Regions from separate parts of the Sus scrofa genome. Here region 1 is linked to region 2. Evidence: chromatin contacts called from public promoter capture Hi-C data. All regions are on one chromosome and are shown on one strand. The core of a region is the stretch at or near the end of the contact, and the rest is flanking DNA. Distances in the headings are between cores, read along the strand shown.

Evidence for each region. Promoter capture Hi-C pulls out the DNA fragments that hold promoters and counts their contacts.
Region 1: a contact with region 2 is called in a promoter capture Hi-C map of liver, with 3 times the contacts expected there. The contact joins the promoter of FURIN here to the promoter of IQGAP1 in region 2. A contact is called at or near these places in 1 of 5 promoter capture datasets (liver) and 1 of 2 datasets of contacts at active chromatin or transcription factors (alveolar macrophages).

The regions. Positions count from the first base shown.
Region 1 is chr7:53,451,891-53,457,042 of Sscrofa11.1, forward strand. FURIN (furin) reads left to right here and starts at 3,744. Exons shown (of 15, transcript XM_021098916.1): 1 at 3,744-4,171.
Region 2 is chr7:53,018,732-53,023,390 of Sscrofa11.1, forward strand. IQGAP1 (ras GTPase-activating-like protein IQGAP1) reads left to right here and starts at 1,748. Exons shown (of 38, transcript XM_021098910.1): 1 at 1,748-1,954; 2 at 3,691-3,790. The coding sequence starts at 1,900.

The sequences.
Region 1 (5,152 bases), core at 2,494-4,993, 440 kb after region 2:
GGCCCTGCAGGACTGTGTAAGGAGAACTTAGCAAGCCCAGTGATGTGGCCGGTGTTGGGAGAAAGAGTAGCCACCAGTCCCCATGTGGCCAGGCTGCCAACCAGGCACCCTGTCGAGAGCATTGCCCACTTACATGCCTGATATGGGTTCTAAGCCCCCAGCCCCCAAGCAGGTATCAAAGCGTAGGGTGAGAGCTGCCAGCAAGACCCCACCAGTCTCAATCAGACTGGTCCCTTTACCCCAGCGGCTGCCCACATTGTCTGCGTGTCATGATGTGAACATGTTGCCAAGCCTGGCCTCAGAGGCCTGTCTGCTGACCTCTGACCTCAAAGGCAAGAGGTCAAAGGAGCAGGCAGCTTGCAAATGGTTACAAGGTACCTTCTGGGCCACCCAGGGACCAGGCCACACCAAAAGCTGCTCTGCAGCAGTAATGCAAAGAGGCTGGCCGCTCTCCTTCTAGAAAAAAAATAACCCAATGTGGAGTTCCTGTTGTGGCTTAGCTGTAATGAACCCAACTGGTATCCATGAGGACATGGATTCAATCCCTGGCCTAACTCAGGGAGTCAAGGATCCGGCATTGCCGTGAGCTGTGGTGTAGGTCGCAGACTCGGCTTGGATCTGGCATGGTTGTGGCTGTGGCGTAGGTCTGCAACTGTAGCTCCGATTTGACCCCCAGCCTGGGAACCTCCACATGCCATGGGTGCAGCCCTAAAGAACAAAGAATAAAGATAAATAAACTGGCTTATTTACCTGCCTGGCCTCCCTCACACCTGGAACACGGGAGGAGGTCCTGCATCAGCAGGTCCTCCATCAGTATTGGAGGAAGAAATGAATGCAGAGCCTCAGTGCACAATCAGCCTCTGCAAACAGAGATTTGTATTGGCACACGTAACATCCCTATGGCAAGACCTCTCCTTGCTCCCCTGCCTCTCTCCAGGCTCCTGAGGATCTAGGTGGACTCCATCAGCTAAAACACACTTGGACTAGGCACTCCCATCATGGCTCAGTGACTTAAAAGTTGATGAGTATTCACGAGGATGTGGGTTCGATCCCTGGCCTCACTCAGTGGGTTAAAGGATCTGGCATTGCTGTGGCTGTGGTGTAGACCAGCAACTGCCACTCCTATTTGACTCCTAGCCTGGAACTTCCATATAGCGTGGGTGCGGCCCTTAAAAAAAAAAAAGCATTTGAACTCTCAGCTAACTGCCCCTCATAATTGGCTGCCCACAGTTTCCCTCCTGGGCATCCTGGCACCCTTCCCTGCTGAGTGCACCCCCCCCACCACCACCAGGCACAGTGGGTGCTGGCGCCTTTCCTGGGCAGCCTGTTCCTATAAAGTTTTCCCCGGTGTACCAGTCCCACTAAGGGATAGCACCCTCCCTCCGCCAGGTATTAACTGGCTTTTTCCCCAGCAATGTTTGTTTTAGGGATTAAAGGTAGTGGAGGAGCCTGTAATTTCCAGAGTCATCTGTTCCTTTCCTGGCAGCCAGCACTACATTTGTTATTTCATTTTCCCAAGCCCCTGATAATATCATTGCAGACACGACGGTTTGCTAGCATCATCCAACGGAAAAACTCTCCAAGGCTTCTCCTATGCTGGTGGACAGGCGCTCACTGGCTTCGTGGCGGGGACGCCTGAGCTCTATGTTCTCTATGTTCTCTATATCCCTGAAACTCCTTCCTTAGGTTAGCCTTGAGGCTCACAGTCGTTTTTGTTTTTTGTTTTTTGTTTTTCATTTTCTTTTTTTTTTTTTTTTAGTTATTTCCCCAATACAATTTTTTTTCCTACTGTCCAGCATGGTGACCCAGTTACACATACATGTACACATTCTTTTTTCTCACATTATCCTGCTCCATCATAAGTGACTAGACATACTTCCCAGGGCTACACAGCAGGATCTCATTGCTCATCCATTCCAAAGGCAATAGTCTGCATCTATTAACCCCAAGCTCCCCAATCCATCCCACTCCCTCCCCCTTCCCCTAGGCAACCACAAGTCTATTCTCCAAGTCCGTGATGTTCTTTTCTGTGGAAAGGTTCATTTGTGCCTTTTTTTCCTTTTCTTTTTCTGTACTACAATCACACACACATACATACCCACCAACCTCATTTATCTGGCATGGTCAAGAAATGGCTACTTCACGTGAGTAAATTTTCAAAATCATGCCTTTCAAGCATTAAACCTTTAAACAGGAATTCCCATCGTGGCTCAGTGGTTAACAAATCCGACTAGGAACTATGAGGTTGAGGGTTCAATCCCTGACCTTGTTCAGTGGGTTAAGGATCCAGCATTGCCGTGAGCTGTGGTGTAGGTTGCAGACACGGCTCGGATCCTGAGTTGCTGTGGCTGTGGCATAGGCCAGTGGCTACAGCTCTGATTAGACCCCTAGCCTGGAAACCTCCATATGCTGCGGGAGCGGCCCTAGAAAAGGCAAAAAGACAAAAAAAAAAAACCTTTAAACAATGAAATGCATTTTACAAACAGCTTTAGGAGTTCCTGTCGTGGCTCAGTGGTCATGAACCTGGCTAGTTTCCATAAGGATAAAGGTTTGATCCCTGGCCTTGCTCAGCGGGTTAAGGATCCCGCGTTGCTGTGAGATGTGGTGTAGGGGGCAGACGTGGTGGCTCAGATCTGGTGTGACTGTGGCTATGGTGTAGGCCAGCAGCTGCAGCTCTGATTGGACCCCTAGCCTGGGACCCTCCATATGATTCGGGTCCGGCCCTAAAAAGACATACCCACACACACAAAAAGAATTAAAAGCCACTTTATTGATGTATACTTGACACACTCTAAACTGCATGTATTTGAAGGGTATGACTTGATCTGTTTTGATGTTGGTGTGTACCCATGGAATCATCACCCCGTCGGGCTAATGAACACATCCATCACTCCTCATAGTCTCCCCCCTTCCCTGCCCTTCCTTCCCGGGCAACCTCTGAACCACTGATCTGCTTTCTAAATACATATTTAATGCAAAGCTGTCTCATCCACTTCCCCACCTCAGTAAACAGAGTGTGATCAACGTGATTGTTCCTTTTTTCTTTTTCTTTTTTTTTTTTGTCTTTTTGCCATTTCTTGGGCCGCTCCTGCGGCATATGGAGGTTCCTAGGCTAGGGGTCTAATCGGAGCTGTAGCTGCCAGCCTACGCCAGAACCACAACAACATGTGATCCGAGCCACGTCTGCAACCTACACCACAGCTCACGGCAACGCCAGATCCTTAACCCACTGAGCATAGCCAGGGACTAAACCTGCAACCTCATGGTTCCTAGTCGGATTCGTTAACCACTGAGCCACGACGGGAACTCCGATTGTTCCTTTTTTCAATTCAGCATTATCATTAATTTTCCTGAGCGCCACGTCCTCAGTCCTCAGAGGTCGTTGGAAATACAGAAGCTTGTTTGCCCTGAACACTAAATGGCCCCATTGTTGTGCTGCTATGCCAGGTGGTTTGGGCTTTGGAAGTTTTCGCCCTTGCTGTCGGCTGTTCAGCGCACAGTTCCCAGCAGACCATGCCTGTTGCCTTGAACCCTGGCACACCGACTTCCTCTTCTTATGCCACTCCCCGCCTACCCCCCTGCCCCGGCGTGTGGCAATGCCTGGGGACATGTTTGGTTGTCATAACCAGGGCGGGGGTTCTATTGGTCCCCAGTGTTTAGGGACCAGGGATGTTGCTAAACCTCCTCCCACGCACGGGACAGTTTCCACGAAAAGGAATAATCTGGCCCGAGATGGTAACAGTGCGGAGGTTGAGAAACGCTGCTCCGGATAACCAAATTGATTGTAAAATTCAACAGCCAGTCGTGTTAACAGACTTTTACTTTTCTACATCAGGAGGGAGAAGGAAGGGCAGAGCTCAGCTCATTGGATCTGCCAGGCCAGGAGGGAGGACGTAGCTTCAGGAAGCTCCTGGCATGTCTCGGGGATCACCTTCCAACCCTCCCAGAGGGGGCTCACTGCCTTCCTGAGGACAAGCTCTAAGAAACTCAGCTTGAGGCCCCAGGGCCCAGCATTCAGCAGGTGCTCAATGAATGTCTGCATGAGTAGACTACACCCAAAGTGCCCATTAGGTACCCAGGTGTGGGTAGTACAGGCTGGGCACTGACACCGAGCCGGCGAAAGGGAACCACTGAACCGACCATTGACTTGGGGCTTCAGCAGAGCGAGCAGGTAAGTGCAGACCCAGCCCACTAATTGGGAAAAGGAGAAGGGCTGGCCATGCTGGGATCCCCGTTCCCACCGCATCCCTTCTAGCTCCTCCCCCCACCCACAGACACTCTGTCCTATAAAGGAGGTTTTTCTCAAAGTGGTTTAGCCAGAACTGGAAGGACCTTGTCCTGTGATGGGATAGGAGGAGCCTGACTGTTGCCCCAACAGCATTCACCATGGACCTCAGGTGTTCTGGAGCTAGATGGTGAAGTATGGGCGTGCTTTATTCAGTTGTGCATGACTTAAAAGTTTAGTTTGCTTCTTCTAAGTTGCCGAAATTCCTGAGAACTCAGGTAAGCAAAAAGAAGACAACAAAAAAGCTCTCAAATCCTACCCTTTTAGAGAAAACACCAGTTAAATGTGGTTGTCTGCCCTTCTATGTAGGGATGGATGTGGTGTAGACATTTTGATTAAAACCAGGTGTGGGTGACGCTGCCAAGGCTTTGTTTGAGGGGCCTGAGAGCAAGGAAGAGATTTTGAGAGAAGGGGACCCACAGAGCACGCCAAGGAGCAATGGGGGCACCTGGGGTGAGGGTGACCGAGTGGATTTTACCACGGGACAACCGATGCTCTTGGGAGACTCCCAGATTAACCCAAATCCAAACATAAACGGAGGCCTCGCTGGCTAGACCCTTCCCCCTCCTCTGGACCCCTGCCAGGAAGGTGGGAACCTCTTCCCAGCCCCTTCCTCCCTCAGGCCCTTCCCATCAGGCCCTGCTCCAAGCCATAGGGCATCCCCAACTCTGTTGCCAGGCTTCTGTCACGTGGCGCCGCACTGCCCATTAACTGCTGTGTAAAACTGATAACTGTGATCCAGAGGTTTCTGGACTCCTGGAGCCCCAAGTCAAAGGCTCAGTTTAGCTCCCTCTGGCCTTAAGGCCTCAGATAAATGGTCGGGAGCGATAAAGAGAACAAAACCTGCCAACAGGACTTGTTCCAGGA
Region 2 (4,659 bases), core at 498-2,997:
GTTTGGCTTATTATTATAATAAACTTATTAAATTTAAAAATGAGTTATAATAATTATATAATTGTTATATTACTATAATTCTTATTTTAAATAAAATTGAGTTAGCTTCAGACTTAAGATCTTGAGTTGGAATTTTACCAAGTTTACAAATGGAACTGGGTCATCTAAGAAAACTGAAGATTCATTATATTTGTATGTTTATTTCATTTATAGGGATTATTAAGGCTTGAAAAGATTCTAGGCTAAACAATTGAAGAAATTAAAAAGACAAGCTAATAAATTAAGTTTATAGACATAATTTTAAATGTTGGAAGATGTTGAATTAACTGTTTGTGAATGGGACCAAAAATCATTCAAAGTTTTTGAAAAGTGATTGGTAAAATATGCCAATATGGCAATATGACTTATAAACAGAATAAAATTTGTATGGTAAACTTAAGAGCTTAAGCACTAATTTCTGATTTTGTAATAAACTTTTGCCTGTTTTTCAATGAGGGTATTTTGTTTTCATAGGTTTTCAAGTATCTCACTTTAATATTTTGAAGGAAGAGTGGATAAACTAAAAATTGCTTGAGCAAAAAGCCCGGGGCCAGGTTGTGAAGTAGCTTATTTGGCATGCTAAGGAAGTTGGACCACATCCTGAAGGGAGTATTAGCAAAAGACTATAAAATGGAGGAACACGGCCGTGTTTGCACTTTAGAAAGAACAGGGAGTTGGTTGGCATGAGGGAAAACAGAGGTGATGACAATCTAAACAATGTAATCACAGTAGTGATGGAGACAAAATCAAGACACTTCAGAAAAAAATACCGATTGCCTGTAGGGCGTGAACCAAGCGCGAAGTTTCGACTGAGAACTGAGCACCATTAACAGATTTTAACAGGAGGAGGGTCAGTGTTTGACACGTTTAAAATGTTCGTGGGCTTCACAGGTTAAAATGTCCATTACACAGCGGAAAACGATGAGCCAGGGCTTCTAGAAAGTCTGGTCTGAGAATTACATTTAGAGTTCCTTAGCATTTTAAGGTGAGCGTGGATAAAGCGGGCAAAGAAAAAACAGAAGAGGGCTGAGCACAAAATTCCGTTGAATTCCAATATTTTCAGGGCAGGCCACAAGTTGCAAGGGAAGAGGCATCCCTAAAAGAGGCAAAGAGTGCCCTAAAAAGAACTTGCAAAGAATAGTGGCAAGGAAACTAAGGGAAGGAAGTCTGGACAATTCTCCTGCTCTAGCATCCACTTCTCAAATACTTAGGGGAGTTAAGCAGTTCAAATCTGGCGACTGCTGGCGAATCTGGGAGAAGACTGAGTCAGACTGCCAGACTGTGCAGCCCCTTAAGGCAGTTTGGGTCTTGCCTCTGTTCACAACAACACGCTGAGCCACTTCAAAGGAGGCCTTCCCTGAGCACTCGGGTGCAGAAGAGTTTGGCTAGGCAAGCAGGAGAAGGAGGGTGCCCACATTTTTTATTTCAAGCTACCGACACTGGTGGCCTTTTTGTAGGAGGTGCGGTTGGGGCGGCGGCCGGCGAGGGCAGGGATCCAGAACGGGTCGGGGCCTTGTCAGTGGAGCGGAGCTGACAGCAAGATTGGCGGGCAGGCTCCACCTTCTTCCTTCCGCCTCTTGAGGGCGTAGCGGGCGCAGGGCGGGGGCTAGTGGAGGCGTTGGGAGGGTCAGGCCCCGCCTCCTTTCGCTCACTCTGGTCAGCGCGGCAAGGCGGGGCCGCTGGGGCGGGGCCTGCGGGTGGGGCCGGCGGTGTGGGGCGTGGCCTTCGGGTGGGGCCGGTGGCGTGGGGCGGGGCCTGCGGGACCAGGGCAGCCCGCGCACTGTGCAGGAGCAGCAGCCGCCGCCGCCCTCGCCTCCAAGGTTTTGCTGCTTCCTGAGCAGAGACCCGGGCTCGGCCGCCATGTCCGCCACGGACGAAGTTGACGGACTGGGCGTGGCTCGGCCACACTATGGCTGTGAGTGCGGGCTCCGCAGCGCGGGGGTCTCGGGGCCGGGCTCGCTGCTTCCGAGGCGCCGTTTACCCGGGGGCTCGCTGGGCGGGTGGGGCAGGGTGGCTGTGGGCCGCGCGTACCCGGAAGAGCCGGTGTCGCGGGGTGGCGGACGGCAAGGACCCTAACCCGCGCCCCCTCGGTCTCCGAGGCGGCGGCGGGGGGGACCCAGGCGACCTCCCCGCCTTCTCCCGGGCGCTGCGGCTGGAGGGCCCCACCCAGCGCCTCCCGCTACTCAGCTTGGCCAAGATTGGGGAGACGGCCTAGGGTGAGGTGGCAGGAGGACGGGGCAGGGCGTGTCCCAGGGACCGGAGACGCGGGCTCTGCACGGGCGTAGTGAGAAGGTGCTGCCCGAGTGCTGCCTGCGAGGTAGACTCAGGGTCCAGACCTGCCCGGCCCCAGGCTAGCTGAAAGGTGCGGTCTTGGGCAGGTCACTTCAGCTTTCTCGGGATCCCTCTGCAGGATTTCAAAAGTGGAGGGGAAAAAACCCCAAACCTCCGACTTCCTCATTTTCCGAACCTCATTTTCTGTACCTGTCCCACTGAACTGCGGGCGGATTAGTTACCACTGGGCAAAGGAGAGGCCTTTGGAGTCTGGAGGTTTTCGATTTTATTTTATATTCTATGAATAATGTTGTGTTTTCAGATACTTTCACTCAACAGTTATATACGACGAGGTATTGTGTCACGTTGGTGACAAAGATGAGTAAGACCAGACCCTGCCTTGAAAGAATGTTTTTATCAGAGAGACAGGCAGGTGTACTATCTAATGATAATAAGGAGTGATAGAGATGCCCTGCACCAGCTGGACTTACACTATAAGGTGGGGGTGGGGGAGGGGCCTGGGGAAGGCAGGAGGAACCCAGAGAGGACTTTTGAACAGAGCCCTGCAGGATGCTGTGCGTTTTGACAGGGCAGGGTGGGGCCTGAGACGTGACCTGAAGAGGAAGAGTGTGAACTAAGGTATTGACGAGCAGAAGAGCCCTGTGCGGGTTGGGAACTGAGCGGTGTGGAGTGCACAGTGGTAGGGGGAGGGGAGGGAGAGGAGTTTCCCAAAGCAGTCCGGCTAAACTGGGACAGGCATTGAATGCCAACCCCAGGAATTTGGAGTTTATTCCATATCCTGGGTGCCCATAAAGGGAAGCAGATTCCTTTGAAGTTAAGCTCATAGGCTTTTGAGACAGACTGGGTGTGAATCCAGGCCCCACCATTTAGAAGCCATGGGGCTAAGATCACCCAGCCTCACTTTCCTCATTTGTAAAATGGGAGTGATAATCACAGGATTGTTGTGGGGCTTCCCTAAGAGAATGCATGTAAAATGCAGATCACAATTACACCACTTAGTTTCTCAATGACTGCTGGCTGTAATTATTAATACAAGAGGGAAAAACATGAAGAGCTCTGGATTTAGAAGGAGTCTGGCGGATAGACCAGCACAGATTTGGACCAAAATCTCAAGTCAGTATTTTTCAAGTCACCCTGAAATTTAGTACATGTTCATAATATTGTAGTTTTAAACAAAGATTAGGATGCATATGGTCGAACTCTGTGGTTCCTGTCTTAGGAAAGTCCCTGTAGGATGCCTGGCTGTGCACACATTACCCTGACTCTAGGTGGCTAGCAGGAATTTGATGCTGTGGCATTCTTTTATCACTCAGGAAGGGTACAGATTCTTGTGCTGACCTTCTTTCTTTCATGTTCTAGCTGTCCTGGATAATGAGAGACTTACTGCAGAGGAGATGGATGAAAGGAGACGTCAAAATGTGGCTTATGAGTACCTGTGTCATTTGGAAGAAGCAAAGAGGTAAAGATTGGCTGGCTGGAGAGAAGATTGGGAGAAGGGAGCTGATAATGGTGTGAACAAAAATAAAGATCTCTGGGTATGTTGTAGATGTGCCTGTAGGAGGCTGGTAGTTGGAAGAAATAAGTAAGTATAGATAGGATAGGGTATTTTTCTTTGTTTCTTTTTTTTTTGTCTTTTTGCCTTTTCTTGGGCTGCTCCCATGGCATATGGAGGTCCCCAGGCTAGGGGTCTAATCGGAGCTGTTGCTGCCAGCCTACGCCACAGCCACAGCAACAGCAACGTGGGATCTGAGCCTTACCTTTGACCTACACCACAGCTCATGGCAATGCCAGATCCTCAACCCACTGAGCAAGGCCAGGGATTGAACCGCAACCCCATGGTTCCTAGTCGGATTTGTTAACTATTGAGCCACGATGGGAACTCCGAGGATACGGTATTTTTCACAGGAGCAAGTAGCCTTCATGGCACTTTATCATGAAACAATCTGATGGGCACATACGTATCCTAAAAATTTCCATATTTGTGTTTTGCAGTTTTATGCTTATGGTGCATGTTTTGGGCACTACCAGCTCTAGGGGAGAAATAGCATTTTTAAGATTTGAAGTTTTTGGCCTTACCATTTCACTGGTTCTTCACCGGTTTTGTTTTATATATGAATTGGGTCTCTTCTCCCCTTGGTAGTGCTCTGGGTATAGGTCCATCCATTTGGCAATATTCAAAGGCTGTTTACCAAGGGCAATGTCCTCTGCATTCTTTGTGAAGTAAATGTACAACTGCTGTTTTCCTTTTTCACATGCTCCAAGACCTTGTGGTCTTATTCTTAAAAGTGTGGATTTGCTGTCAGTGGTTCATTTCTTTTGTTCTGGTGC